Regions from separate parts of the Mus musculus genome. Here regions 2 and 3 are each linked to region 1. Evidence: chromatin contacts called from public Hi-C and HiChIP or PLAC-seq data. All regions are on one chromosome and are shown on one strand. The core of a region is the stretch at or near the end of the contact, and the rest is flanking DNA. Distances in the headings are between cores, read along the strand shown. Region 1 overlaps Sema4d (sema domain, immunoglobulin domain (Ig), transmembrane domain (TM) and short cytoplasmic domain, (semaphorin) 4D). Region 2 overlaps Syk (spleen tyrosine kinase). Region 3 has its middle 6.9 kb from the start of Gm2848.

Region 1 (4,876 bases), core at 1,015-3,514:
AGTCAGACCCTGGAGTCTGAGATCTGAGACAGCCAATTTCTCCTTGGGCCTCCCCAGGAGTCTGGAAATCCTTCGGGTGGCTGATTTGGCCCTTGTTTAAATTGGCAGATACTCTAGCATGCCAGACCAACCACCAGCAGAGAGGCCTCACCCGGCTTCCTCTGTGGCTATCTTGGTGAAGCTGAGGAGGGTGGCGGGCGTCCTCTGGGCCTGGAGTTCACAGTGTGGCATACATACTGTAGACGTCCTAGAAGGGAAGCTTCCAGGCTCTAAGGCTGCCCTTGCCAGCCTGCAGCACCCCAGGGAGCAGGTAGAGAGGTGGCTTGGTAGCTCCGTGTACAGAAACCATCCTGTGATGCCACCCCACAGAGCCTAGCTTCGTCTTTGCTGACGTGATCCAGAAAAGCCCAGATGGTCCGGAGGGTGAAGATGACAAGGTCTACTTCTTTTTTACGGAGGTATCCGTGGAGTACGAATTCGTCTTCAAGTTGATGATCCCGCGAGTTGCCAGGGTGTGCAAGGTGGGTGCTGTCTCCCTGTTCCCACCCACAGTCCTGCATGATGCCACTCCAAGATTCCTCTCTGGAAGTGTGGCCATCTCCTATGGGTAGAGACCCCTGCGGCAAAGTTTAATGTACAGTTGAGGCACAGTAAGAGACCAGCAATAAGAGTTTTAGAGGTATGTGCATGGTTTCTCTTGAGACCCAAAGTAGGATTGGGAAGATGGCTTAGTGGTTAAAATGCTTACCACGGAAACAAAAGGACCAGCGTTCAGATCTCCAGAACCTATAGATGCTGAGCGGATCCTCTGTAGAAAAGTGGAGATAGGGCCTGCTAGTGGGGCTGTCCTCATCGGCAAGCTCTGAGTTTGATTATGAGACCTTGCCTCAAAGAATAAGGTGGATGGTTCCTGACATCAACTTCTGGCCTCCAGATGCACCCACACACGAACACTCATATAGAGACACACCGCACATACACACATACATGAAAGGAAAGAAACTCAAAGAGGAAAAAATTAGTCAGAGTGAGCACTTGTGATATTTTCAGTGTGTCACTAATCACAGGTAACTGAAATTGCAGAAAATGCAATCACGCACACGGGAGCCGCCTTATTTCTTTCCAGCCCAGAGTGGAGTATAGTTTGTAACTGTCTGTGTTGTCTCAGTCGTCAGCTCCCTGAAAATGACTAGGATTGAGCAGGCAAAGAGGGCACAAAAGGAGCTCTTAGTGGATGATCATGTGTTTGCCCTAGGATGGTCTGCGGGGCCAGGGTCTGTGGTGGGAAGGAGGCCTCCCATCACTTGTTTAACTCCTGGGTCACAGCTGGGAATGCTGCAGGAGCCAAAGCCAGTGGCACGCTGATGTGACACAGATGGGGTGGTTTTGCTTGTCATTGAATGTGTTTGGCTCTTTTCGTATTCTGTGATCCTGTCCCACATGGAAGTATTGCTTTGGTTACATAACTTGTCTTCAGTATTCTTGGGCTAGGCCGTGGTTGGGGACATATGGACGCCTGCTTCTGTGGCTAGTCATCTGTCCTGCCTCTACCATGTGCTGTCTCTGGAATTCCAGGGCGACCAGGGCGGCCTGCGGACTTTGCAAAAAAAGTGGACCTCCTTCCTAAAGGCCAGGCTGATCTGCTCCAAGCCAGACAGTGGCCTGGTCTTCAACATACTTCAGGATGTGTTTGTGCTGAGGGCCCCGGGCCTCAAGGAGCCTGTGTTCTATGCGGTCTTCACCCCACAGCTGTGAGTTCACTTGTGAGTCCCTTGGCAGTTGGGGCCTGGTCACCCTGACGACCTCCTGCCCTCCTGACACTCTCACGGATTCCCCTCCACAGGAACAATGTGGGTCTGTCAGCGGTGTGCGCCTACACACTGGCCACGGTGGAGGCAGTCTTCTCCCGTGGAAAGTACATGCAGAGTGCCACAGTGGAGCAGTCTCACACCAAGTGGGTGCGCTACAATGGCCCAGTGCCCACTCCCCGACCTGGAGCGGTAAGCAGGGTCTCGAGCTCTGGGGAGGGCTCATCTTCTCTGGATCTCAAGGCCCCCCAAGCATGAGACCACACAGATCCTAGTGCATCCCGGCAGAGGGTTGCATGGCAACAGGAATCTGGGTGCTGGGCTGAGTAGCTGCCGGGCCTGGGGTGAACAGTGAAGCTGTTCCTTTCTGATCTCCTCTGTGTTGGGTAGCAGGCCTCACTGCATGCTGCCCGGACGAGAGAGTCTACCGCCGGGCTCCTTTGAGAAGTGGACATTGCACAATGGCAGGCTTGCTTCATTTCCCATTTCCTGCAGACAAAAAAAACCTGTTTGTCAGCCTGGGCTGTCTCCTGAGGCAGCCTGTCCACTAGATAACAGGAATCATATTCTTTCCTCCTAGATACAGTAAATTAGTAAAGAAAATTCTAGGGTTGCCTGCATATTGTTGCCACGTGGTGGATGGGTGTGGGTATGGAGGGGCTTGGCTCTTGAAGCTCTCCCAGGATGGACTGTTCTGTGAGTGTCTGGCCTCGACACCTGGTTATTCTCATAACTCATAATTCAGGTGTTCAGTAAAACATGGCTAGGGAGCTGGGACCAAAAAAAAAAAACTCTTTACAACTTTTTTTTCTTTTGTGCTACCCAGAATCTGGCTTTCTCTCCTCTCTCTCCTCTCTCTCTCTCTCTCTCTCTCTCTCTTTCTCTCTCTCTCTCTCTCTCTCTCTCTCTCTCTCTCTCTCTCTCTCTCTCTCTCTCTCTCTTTCTCTGTGTGTGTGTGTCTGTATAACAATATTTAACAAGCTTCCTTTGGCATACTTTCTTCTCATAGAAAAGCTGTGAAATGAGTGCTTTTTAATCTGGAAGTTTGCTAAGTTTTTTCATTGGCTACTAATTCCTCTACTGATCCTGAGACAATTATGTCCCGTGGCTTTAAAAGCACAGCTCTTTGTCTCTGGGGAGGTCACCTTAGCCCCTGTTACTCTTTGGAGAAGTGTGACCATGGCCCTCCAGGGCTTCTCTTCTGTGTGCTCAGTTGAAGCTAAGTGGGCATGTGACCGCGGTGCTTTTACCCCACAGTGTATCGACAGTGAGGCCCGGGCAGCCAACTACACCAGCTCCTTGAATCTCCCAGACAAAACACTGCAGTTTGTAAAAGACCACCCTTTGATGGATGACTCAGTGACCCCGATAGACAACAGACCCAAGCTGATCAAAAAAGATGTAAACTACACCCAGATAGTGGTAGACAGGACCCAGGCCCTGGATGGGACTTTCTACGACGTCATGTTCATCAGCACAGGTGGGTTCCTTGGTAAGATTGGGAAATTCACTTTTAGCCATCTATAGGTAGGTTTGGTCTCTCCAGGTACCAGGAAGGTTTGTGACAGCAGAAAAGGATTTCTGAGGTATCACAGCACCTGGGATTATGAGTCTCTGTGGCCATCAGGCACCTGGGGCACTGGTTACTAATGCAAGTCCCAACCTGTCGTACCTGGGCTGGAGTGGAGTTAAATAGTCCCTGTTGTCATGGGACTAGTGGGACTGGCCTGGTATTTCCTAATTGGTAGTGGGAGACTCTGCCCCCTCCTAGGTAGGAGCCAGGTTCTGTCCTGCCCCGAGCTGCCTTTGGAGATGCAACTCTCTCTCAGATGTCTTCTGGGATGGGGATGGAAAGTTGGAGCATGGCAGCTGCCAGAGCCCCAGGGGCTACCCTTAGAGCTTCCCAGATGACTTGAACATTTTGCCCTCGTCTGCCTGCCTGGGCCCCTAACCTCCCCTGGAAGACCAGTAAAGTGCAACGGCCACCTTATACTGAATGTGGCTCAGGTGTCAGGGTGTAACCTTGTTGGTGAAGGTCATTGGAATCCACCATAGGACAGGGTTGTCCTCTTCTGAGTGCCCCATTGAGGGGATGGCTTGAGTTATCCACGAGTGTGAGTGGTTGCCGCCAAGGCTGGAGTCTCTCTCCTAGTTTCATTTCTGTTGCCGGGCGTGGTGGCGCACACCTTTAATCCCAGCACTCGGGAGGCAGAGGCAGGTGGATTTCTGAGTTCGAGGCCAGCCTGGTCTACAAAGTAAGTTCCAGGACAGCCAGGGCTACACAGAGAAACCCTGTCTTGAAAAAACAAAAACAAAAACAAAAACAAAAAAATTAACCAGGGTGCCACCCTGGGCCTGTCCCTCTAGGGCCTCCTTGCTCACCTGTGTTCTGACCTTGCAGACCGGGGAGCTCTGCATAAAGCAGTCATCCTCACAAAAGAGGTGCATGTCATCGAGGAGACCCAACTCTTCCGGGACTCTGAACCGGTCCTAACTCTGCTGCTATCGTCAAAGAAGGTAATGTGGGTTTGGTTGGTTGGTTGGTTGGTTTTAGGGGTGGGGGTCAGGTCCAGGCGCTTGTCTCCCTTGTAGCTTCTCTGTGGCTAGGACTGGCTAGGATGGGTCTCTCAAGGCTTGGCAGCCTCTGGCCCAGGTGAACTTGGCGTACACAGCATGGGATCTGAGGCTTGGGAGGAGGCATGGGAGAGCCAGGGGCCTTGATTGTACTAAGCCACTGGAGCTTTTGGGAGGTCCCTAACCTGGGGAAATGTCTGTGCCTTGAACCTGAAAAAAAAATGCAGATTGTGCTGGTGGGACATGACATTTTGCTAATTTGTAAGGAGAAATAACAGGGGCTGGTGAGATGGCTCAATGGTTAAGAGCATTGACTGCTCCTCCAGAGGTCCTGAGTTCAAATCCCAGCAACCACATGGTGGCTCATAACCATCTGTAATGAGATCTGATGCCCTCTTCTGGTGTGTCTGAAAACAACTACAGTGTACTTACATGTAATAAATAAATAAATCTTTTTTAAAAAAAAAAAAAGAGAACTAACAGGTCACCCTCTA
Region 2 (4,876 bases), core at 972-3,471, 930 kb before region 1:
GTGTGGCACACACTCACACCAACATTCACATAAATAAAAAAAAAAAATTAAGTTGGAGACTGAGAGAGGAGAGAGGGTGATCTCCAATATTGACCTCTGGCTTCCACATAAACACATCCACACAGGTGCACACCCTCAAAGATGTACACACACACACACACACACACACACAGAGAGAGAGAGAGAGAGAGAGAGAGAGACACGAAGAGAGACAGAGAGACAGAGACTCAGAGACACAGAGAGGAGAGGGAGAGAGAGCTTCCCCTAGAAATCAGGCCCGGCACAGCCCAAACTCGGGGGACAGGGCGTGTGTGGGGGCGGGGCCCCGGCACAGCCCAAACTCGGGGGACAGGGCATGTGCGGGGTGGCACCGCACACAACTCGCATGCCCCAGGTCACCTGTTCTGCTGCAGGTACTTGTTGAGCGGCCCCAGCTCCGCCATCTCCATCACCAGCATCCAGGACTCCGCCTCGCAGATTCCGATCATGCGCACAATGTAGGGGTTGTCCAGCTGCTGCATGACGTTCGCCTCTGCCAGCAGCTCGTCCTTCAAAGCCGGGTCGTTGGCCTCGTTCTTCAGGATTTTCACAGCCACGGTTTTCACAACTCTGTGACACAGATTGTAACTTGTGAGAAACTTTCCAAACTGCCTAGAGGTCCTCTTCTCTGTAGTCACATTGTGTGTGTGTTGGGGGGAGGGGGGTGGAGGGGAATGGTGCTGACACCCGCTGCCCAATGAGAATCTCTTAAAGCCATTCAGAAAAACAAAACAAAGCAACCCAAAAACAAACAAACAAACAAACGAAAAAAAAAAAACAAACAAGAAACGGCCATGGGCTGGGGAGATAACCCAGTGTAAAAAGCGCATGCAAGAGTGAGGTTAAGAGTTCAGATCCCCAGAACCCACAGAAAGTTGGATAGCAGATGTCTGCAACCCCAGGGCTTCTAGGGGAGAATCTATGGAGATTCGTGGGGCCAGCAGTGAATCCCCAGAGGCGGTTTGAAACAAGGTGAAAGGTAAGAGGTGACATCCAAGGGTTGTCCCTTGGCCTCTATATATGTGCTGTGTCAGGAGTACCTGCACACACACACACACACACACACACACACACACACACACACATCAAGATAAATAGCTAGTACCATTTTTCTCCTTCTTGTGAAAATTTTATCACAGGTGCAAATTTTCCTTCTTTCTTTCTTTCTTTCTTTCTTTCTTTCTTTCTTTCTTTTGGGGTTTATTTGTTTGTTTGTTTGTTTGTTTGTTTTTGTTTTTTCGAGACAGGGTTTCTCTGTGTAGCCCTGGCTGTCCTGGAACTCACTCTGCAGACCAGGCTGGCTTCCAACTCAGAAATCCGCCTGCCTCTGCCTCCCAAGTGCTGAGATTAAAGGCGTGTGCCACAACTGCCCGGCAGGTGTAAATTTTCAAATCACACATAGCTGATGTTTATTCTTTCATTTAAACCACAGTTTGTTAGAATACTTTCAAGAGTTCAACACGATCTATGTGATATTTTTGTGAGAAATTGAAAAAGATCTGTATTTTCGAAACATGTTGAGGCTTGCTTAAAAGTAACAAAGCCCAGTGGGAGAGAAGTGTTTCTTTCCCTTTAACTCTGAGCTTGAACAACTCGTGTGCTTCAGACCGGCCATGGGGGTGCTCACCTGTGAGCCCCAGAGCCCCAGAGGTGGATACAGGAGGATCGTTGGTTTAAGATCATCTTTAACGTCCTCTGAATATAACACCTGCTCTTTCCATCTGATCAGCTATGCCTTTTGCAAGAGAGAAGAAAGACCAGCTTCAAATGCTGGTGCTCCTCCATATAAGGAAGGGGTGGAGATGCTCACTGGACTGTTACCCTGATTCCTGGAACTCCCCCCGGCGCTTCCCAGTCATCTGTGTGAGATCCTGTCCTAACTGAACATAGACGCACGGTCTTGGGAGGTGCTAGAGCATACGACTGTGAAAGCTAACAGGAGCCCGAGAGGGGGCATCTAGGGGACCCTACATCCTGTAGAGGCCACCATCCACACTGAGGCCCAGACTTCTCAGCGGCACACGCAGCTCCTGTGAGTAACCCCCACATGCGTGCCCAGTCACTGGTTCCCCAAATTGGACTTCGGGGATTGTTCTCTGGTTTGTGGTTGGTGCTCTGTATGATGGTAATGATTCCATACAGTACACAAGAGATTCTTTCTACAGCTGTTCTTTTACAGACAGAGGAACCATGCCCCACTGCCTGTGAACCCCGGTGTAGTGGACAGCAATGGAGAATGGTCCAGGCTGAGGAAAGCCCCGAATTGTGAAATATTCAACCAGCTTCAACAAAGTTCCCCTGTTGTGACACACATACAGCCTGCTGCAGTGTCATGTGGTTTCCCAGCTAGGTTCTGCCTACATGCATAAAGGAATACAAAGTTTCTTTATGATATTGCAAATGAGCCTCTGGGCCCAGAATTTAAAAAATAAAAATACATTGCTTTGCTTTTTTTTTTTCTTTGAGTCCGGGTCTTACATAATCCACTGTGGCTTGAAACTAGCTGTATAGTAGGAGATGACCTTAAACTTCTGATCCCCCTGTCTCTACCTCTGGGGCTCTGGGGGGCCACAGGTGTGTACACAACATGCCCAATCAGAAGCACACATTCTGTTCAAGCTCAGAGTTAAAGAGAAAGAAACACTTCTCTCCCACTGGGCTTGGTTACTTTTAAGCAAGCCTCAATGTGTTTCGAAAATATGGATTTTTTTTTATTCCCTCACAAAAACATCACATGGATCATGCTGAACTCTTGAAAGTATTCTAGCAAAATGTGGCTTAAAAGAAAGAACAAACATTAACTAGGTATGCTTTGAAAAATTACCTGTGGTAAAATTTCCACAAGCATGAGAAGTTGTTTCTTTTGTTGAACCTTCAAACCGATGAATCAAAACAGAACTATTCAGGAAATGGGCCGTGTGGGGGCTCAGGTGGTAAAGATACTCTCTGCCAAGCTTGGTGGCTGGAGCTTGATCCCCAAACCACATGCATGTACGTACACACACACACACACACACACACACACACACACCTAACAAATACACTAGGTCAAATAACAGAATTAGTGGGACACACACACACAGGAAAGTACACACAGCTAGTGTGGTGATCTAGAACACAGCCTGTGGCCTGACAGGAGGATTTAGATATTATCATCACCCTAGAAGCCTCTCTGGGCCCTCCCGGGAACATGGGAGGCTCCATTCTGTCATCTCTAGCCACCTATTTTGGCTTTCATAGTTGGGTCTATCATTACATCTGTGGTGTGAGGCAGGGATCTAAATTAAGAAGTTAGAAAAGGTTTCTTGATTCCTCTAGACATTTAAAAAAGAAAATACCACGTCTTCTAGAAAAGCAGAGGGGAAAGATAATATCCCACTAATTCTAAGAGGCTACTATTGTTCCAATTCCTGACTGTTTACGGTGGCCCAGGAAGAGACTATGAAACTCCTGGTCTTCCAAGCACTGAGCTCTTTTACAGGTAAGAGAGTAAGACTCCATTATGAGAATTGTAAGAAAGCAATTGACTGATAACTTCACGTGGTGGTTTAATGAGAAAAACCTCGGTAGGCTCATATATCCGAAGGCTGGGCCCCTAGTTTGGTAGAACTGTTTTGAGAATGTTTAGCAGGTGTGTCCTTGTTGGAAGAGATCTGTAACTGGGGGTGAGCTTTGAGGTTTCTTGCTCTCTGCCTCCAACTTGCAAATAAGATATACACTCAGCTACTGCTCCAGTGCCATATCTTCCTGCTGTGACGATGTTCAGAGACTCACCCTCTAAAACTAAACAAGCCCCCAATTAATTGCTTCCTTTTATAAGTTACCTTGGTCACGGTGTCTCATCACAGCAATAGAACAGTAATTAGGACACTTCATGAGCACAGATAGGAAAAATTCTAGGAGAAATACTCATGGGTTATATTCAGTTGCTTATGGAAGGAGATGTAATGAACAAAGGTGAGGGAGTTTACCCCAAGATGGAGGGACATGTTTAAGGTCTGAAATCTATGGCTGTAACTCATCACAGGAAAGAAAGAGAAGCACAAAGTGAGCTCAGTGGAGTGGGGGAGGGGGGGTAGTGGGGGGGTGGGGGGGTGGGGGATGGGGTTCAACAAAATTCAGCATAGATGCAGGACTAAAGAACTTGCAGAATTATCGGAACAAAATAGCATGTCTTCAGTCTGTCAGACAGCAGTCATCATACAGACATAAGCCACACCCAAAGGAATGCTGGGATCTCTCTGTAACCAGGCACAAGACTCCTGCCAGTTCTAAAACACTACTCTACAATTCTTAGTTAATGCACCAAGGTGAGGACAAACACCCAACGGATCAGGAGTAGACATGGTTTTCTTTTAAAAAGTATCACTATTGGGCTGGGGAGGCAGCTCAGTCTGTAAAGGGCTCGCCGTGAAATCATGAGGACTGGGCTTCGACCCCCAAGACCCCAGCATATAAAAAGATGTTTGTGGTACACAGCTATAATCGCAGCACTGGGGAGGCAGAGACAGGTGAATTCCTGCGCTTCTCTGGCCAGTTTCCATAGCCTAATTGGTAAGCTCCAGATTCCAGTGATAGACCCTGCCTCAAAAAGCAAGGTGGACGGGGCCTGAGGAACTATTATTATTATTACTATTATTACTATTATTATTATTTTATTATTATTACTTCTAAGGGCATTTGTACCTGCACAAATGTGTACTCACAACCCACACATACTTGTGAACATATCTGAACATATATAGTCATACCCACCACATGTATGCATACAGAGAGAGAGAGACAGAGACAGAGTCAAAGACAGAGAGAGAGAAAGACAGAGATCTGGCATTCCTAA
Region 3 (4,876 bases), core at 1,537-4,036, 860 kb before region 1:
TCCAGTCATCTGACTCTAGCTGAGGAGGGATGGTAGGGACTCAGTTTGCAGTAAACTAATCAGAAGTATAAGTCCCAACCTAGGGTTTATGGGGTTAAACCTCCAGGACCCTGACCTGACCTGTGGTATGTGTCTCCAGGTTGGTGCTGTCAAATGAGCTGAATTGTAGTATACCCAGCTGGTATTGCGAACTGGCTTAGTGTGGAGCAGTATTCCCGCAGATAGATATATGCTGAGTGTTAAGTAAGCAGTTTGCTTGTATTTCTATTGCAGTTATTTGTGTGTGTTTATGTGTTACATGTATATATGTGTGTTTTTTGTGTGTTGTGTGCCCACAGTACATTGTGGGTAGCCTGTGTTTGCATCTTTGTGTGTGCATTTGTGGGAGTAGTGTGTGTGGTACATGTTATGCATTGTGTGTGCCTGGGTCTGTACGTGTGCTAGAGTATATGTATGTGTCACACATGCATTACCTATTGTGTGTGTGTTGTCTGTATGCATTGTGTATGCTGCATGTACATTGTCTGGGTGTGCACTGATCATCTGCTTCTTGTTTGGGGAGTCTGAGTGAAGCCACATGAGCATTGTCCTATGGATGGCATAGATCTGCTGCATCATTGCTCTTAGTTAAGTGCCTGAGACTTGCTGACATGCCCGCTGAGTCACACAGTAGGAGATCACTTGCAGGAAACTACTCAAGGTTCCAAAGGGCTTGCACCAGCTCCTGGGCAGGACTGCCCAGTGCTTCCTTTCCCTGCCTCCATTCCGCCCCTCAATGCAGTCTTCATTTTTGTCTGGTGAGGATGGAGCACCACCACACTGAGGTCTGCGTTGCCCTGACGACCAGTTGAGCTGAACGTATGTGCTTACAGAGTTTCCGATTATTTTTAAAGAGAATGTCCAATAGTCTGATCAACATTTTGCTCACTGATTCCTGTAAGAACTCTCAGGGGTTTGACTCGAGTTTGCCTACTTTAAATTGAATTATCTTTTGGCTGTTAAAAGTTTTAGAATTACAGTCTGGATCAAAGTCCGTTGCCATATATACAGGGCAAGTGTTCTCTCCCAGCTACGACTGCCTTTGGCCTCATCTTATTGTCTTCTAATGAACAGAAGTTTTAAATTCAGAAGGGGACAAAAAAGGGATGTTGGTCTTTGTAAGTTTCTTTCTTTTTTTCATTGTTTAAATAAGTCCACTCGTCCTTGCAATCAAATGAGTCCATGTTTTCTTCTTCCTCCTTTCTAGTATTATTTTAAATGTTGAATGAATAGAAAAGTGATTAGTATGACTATTTTTATCTGCATTTGTGTGTGTGTGTGTGTGTGTGTGTGTGTGTGTGTGTGTGTGTGTGTAATGAGCTACACATGGTCTATGCGTGTCTTGTGGTTAACTGTGGGACACTAAGCACCCAGGGTCTTTATCTCTAATCTTTGCAACAATTTGCAAAACCTGTGCTCCTGTTCCCAAGGTTCAAGGCCTCAGGTGGGGCGATTCTATTAAGAGACAGTGAGTGGGCCAAATCTGGATAGCTCTGGAGTTCCATTAGCAGTAGCCATGCAGATCTGCACCCGTGTGAGCTCCCGGGTGCTCTGTGGTAATGCCTCCAGATGGTACATCAAAGACATCAGAGGGACATCCACTGGGGCCAGGGCAGCGCAAGCCATCCATCCCCTTCTGCACCTATGGGACGTGTGTGACTAAAGCTCTCAGTGTGAGCCTCTCACCTTTCAAATTGTTTATTGAAGGACCTGCACACTCGGAGGGCTCTTATGAAACTGCCTTTTTGTGGCTTTGGTCACAGCTCCGGGAGTGTGAGGCACCACAGGAAAGGACAATGGGGCCACCCAACAGGTGCTGGAGGGCATGGCAGCCCGACGGGGGCCAGCGGCCACACACACATCTTGCTTCTTCAGCACAGGGGGCAGGTGTGGGGTGGGGTGGGGAAGAAGTCATGCTTAGCCTGTGGCAATGCCCAGTGACTATGGAATGAATGAAAGAACTTCTCTTCTGGGAATATGCTTTCCCATTGATGACCCCTTCTCCCGGGACCTCTGCTCCCTTACTGGTCTGCTGGTTTCATGTTGAATTTTTTTTTCCACTTTGAAAACTCTGGGATTAACACTGGGTTTCTGGCATCTTTATGATAAACCGCTCTGCTGGGGGAACAGTTAGGGCTAGCCAGCATCTCCTGGTGTAAGGAGATTGGAGTTAGTCAGCCACAGTTCCTGGCTGAGGCTCCCTTGTGATGCGCACTGACTTAGGGAAGCTCTTCCAAGATCAGGACCCGCAGGGGAGAATGAATGGATTCGTCTCTTCTCTACCCCTGAGCAGGCAGTGACCTTGGGTCCCATACCCATGGTCTGCACGCTTTCAAGTTTTGCGGCTTTCAAAAGGAAGTTGGAGTACAGGTGGTGAGCAGCTTTGTTGAAATGGTGAGGCTTAACACAGTGTGTCAACCACTTACATCATTCTCTTTTTCAAGTTCCGAGTCTCCATTACTGCGAAGAGGTGCAACTGGGACTGCAGGCACCAGGGCCTCAGAATGAGCTCTGTGCACCTTGCTGGGCTCCTACTGTATCTTTGTCTTCAGTTGACCTTCAAATATCCCAGCTATGGCTGTGGAGAGTGAGATATTTTCCAACCGTAACAGTCCTACTTGACTCCCATGGAGACCTCCTCATAGGTCTCACGAGCTTTATCAAAAATGAGTGACCTAGGTTGAGTAGACCACTCAGTGTAGAGTGCTTGCTGCACATGCGTGTGTACCTGACTTCAATCCTTGGGCAAAAGCCATGTATGGCCACACACGATTGTAATTCCAGAGCCAGGGAGGTGGAGGTGGAGATGGGTGAACTCCAGGAGTACCAAGACTGCTTGGCAAAGTTCCAGGCCACAGAGCAACCGTCCTTCAAAAAAAAGGTGGAAGGCATTTGAGGAATGACATTGGAGGTTGTACTCTGACTCCCACAAACATGTGCACACATGTACACACATGCACCTGCACAGTGTTTGTGTATGTGTGTGTGTATGTACACACATACATATATACACATATACACACATATACATATACACATGTACAAATATGCACGCACACTCACACATACGCGCGCGCGCGCGCACACACACACACACACATAAAGAGAGGGAAAGGGAAAGTTTCCTAGAGGTTTTCCTTGCCCGACCTGACTTGAAATCCAGCAGAGGGCACTATACTGTCAGCCAGACAGACATCTTCCTTCTAAGTGAGCAACTGGTAACAGCTGCCAGCTTTTAGCAAAACCAGTCTCATCTGGACAAGGGCTCCCTGTCCAAAAGGAGGCTAAGAACACACAGCAAGGATGCAATCCCATTCCAGGAGAGCCAGCTCAGACATGAAGGCACCAGTGAGACCTTGTCCTCTTTAACAGAGTCCTTACATTTCACGCATGACGAGACACGATAACCGCTTTGTATTCTTCCCGGGCTCTATTTATAGCAGTTATTAATGCGCCCATAATGGAAGTTCTTCTGCTTTTGGGGAACTGACTGTGAGACTAAATGACACCATGGTGACATCCTCTGCCAGGCATTCGGTATGGGCTGCTGCCTCCGAAATTGCCCATTTGGAGAACGTGTGCATGTCACAGGTTGTTTTCAAAAACCTTGAAAAAATGTCTAGCCATAGTTGCTAGGATTCAGATGTGAATGCCAGATTATCATAATGAACAAGCAGGGATTTTTGGCTGGTCTGGGGTTAGTTCCTTCTTTAGCTTGAATGTGACCTCTATGCTCAGGTCACTGAACGAACATTTCTTTACCTGGTTTCCTGAAGCCACATCCATACACAGCGATGTCTGGTGTCCACAGTCACTGCAGACCTTCTCCATTCTGGTGAGCAAGTTATTATCAAAGGCTTCTAAGCAGCCAATACTTTAAACATTTTATGAAAAACAAAAAACAAAAGTGATTCACAGTTGGTGGAGTGTCTGCCTAGAACTCCTGGAGTCCTGGGTTCGATCCCCAGCACCACATAAATGATTTGTGCAACCTCAGCACTCAGAAGGCGGAGGCAGATGGATCAGAAGCTTGAAGTCATGCTTGGCTACGTGGTGAGTTCAAGGCCAGTCTGGGCTACACGAGATTCTCAAGATCTTAAAACAAAACAAAACAAAAAACCGAACTTTTAAGTACATCACCCACGTGACTATGAAAACTGCTCATACCAGCTGTCTTTAGCACCTGATTTGATTGGCAGAGGAATGTCCTCAAGGGAAGCCCAGCCCAGACAATGGTTTTAGGAGTCAGGGCTCCAGGGCTCCAGGGCTCCAGGGCTCCAGGGCTCCAGGGCTCCAGGGCTCCAGGGCTCCAGGGCTCCAGGGCTCCAGGGCTCCAGGGCTCCAGGGCTCCAGGGCTCCAGGGCTCCAGGGCTCCAGGGCTCCAGGGCTCCAGGGCTCCAGGTGTGGCTCTCTCCCCAACCAGTCACAGGAGCAAATCTTGTGAGGGCCGGTTTAGCTCCATCAGTCACCTGGAGTGGGGGGTGTGCTTCACCCAGGAGGAGTTTCAGACAGTGCCCCTCCAAATGCCTTTCCCGACACACCTGTGCTGGCTGTTAGCTGGTTATTTAGAGATGCAGGATTAACTCTGAAGAGTTGGCTGTCCTTCTGTACAAAGGATTTTGGACCAATCTGACTTTGTAAGCAGCGGATGCAGACCAGAGCTAGTTTATGCAGTTGTAGCAGGCGCTGACATCTGACCCCACAGAACTGGGCATCAAACCTCATATGATTTCATCTGCATCACAGGACAACCCTGGCTGGCTGTGCACCTTGCTTATCCTCTATAGCCTCACCCACCAGCCCTTTGTCAAGTTCTGTGAGGGATGCTGTCTCGCCC

What was found. A called contact is a pair of places that touch in the nucleus more often than the background predicts. HiChIP or PLAC-seq counts read pairs in DNA pulled down with a chosen protein or histone mark.
Region 2: a Hi-C map of bone marrow-derived macrophages shows a contact between it and region 1, with 11 read pairs. The contact joins two enhancer-like sites. A contact is called at or near these places in 1 of 484 Hi-C or Micro-C datasets (bone marrow-derived macrophages), 1 of 115 datasets of contacts at active chromatin or transcription factors (microglia) and 1 of 9 other capture datasets (embryonic stem cells).
Region 3: a contact with region 1 is called in an H3K27ac HiChIP or PLAC-seq map of acute myeloid leukemia, with 5 times the contacts expected there. The contact joins two enhancer-like sites. A contact is called at or near these places in 3 of 115 datasets of contacts at active chromatin or transcription factors (acute myeloid leukemia, astrocytes and embryonic stem cells).

Annotation. Positions count from the first base shown.
Region 1 is chr13:51,708,324-51,713,199 of GRCm38.p6, reverse strand. It overlaps Sema4d (sema domain, immunoglobulin domain (Ig), transmembrane domain (TM) and short cytoplasmic domain, (semaphorin) 4D), which reads left to right. Exons shown (of 16, transcript NM_013660.5): 9 at 370-521; 10 at 1,576-1,751; 11 at 1,844-2,000; 12 at 3,066-3,288; 13 at 4,210-4,325. Among named protein-coding and RNA genes, the nearest start is that of Secisbp2, 59 kb to the right of the region's middle. Within about 2 kb of position 2,264, at least 38 of the 459 cell types and tissues checked have an H3K27ac peak or open chromatin away from gene starts, as enhancers often do. A contact at or near this core is called in acute myeloid leukemia, bone marrow-derived macrophages and microglia, where this site is marked.
Region 2 is chr13:52,633,771-52,638,646 of GRCm38.p6, reverse strand. It overlaps Syk (spleen tyrosine kinase), which reads right to left. Exons shown (of 14, transcript NM_011518.2): 10 at 400-609. Among named protein-coding and RNA genes, the nearest start is that of Syk, 39 kb to the right of the region's middle. Within about 2 kb of position 2,221, at least 65 of the 459 cell types and tissues checked have an H3K27ac peak or open chromatin away from gene starts, as enhancers often do. A contact at or near this core is called in bone marrow-derived macrophages and microglia, where this site is marked.
Region 3 is chr13:52,563,926-52,568,801 of GRCm38.p6, reverse strand. No RefSeq gene overlaps it. Among named protein-coding and RNA genes, the nearest start is that of Gm2848, 6.9 kb to the left of the region's middle. Within about 2 kb of position 2,786, at least 56 of the 459 cell types and tissues checked have an H3K27ac peak or open chromatin away from gene starts, as enhancers often do. A contact at or near this core is called in acute myeloid leukemia, where this site is marked.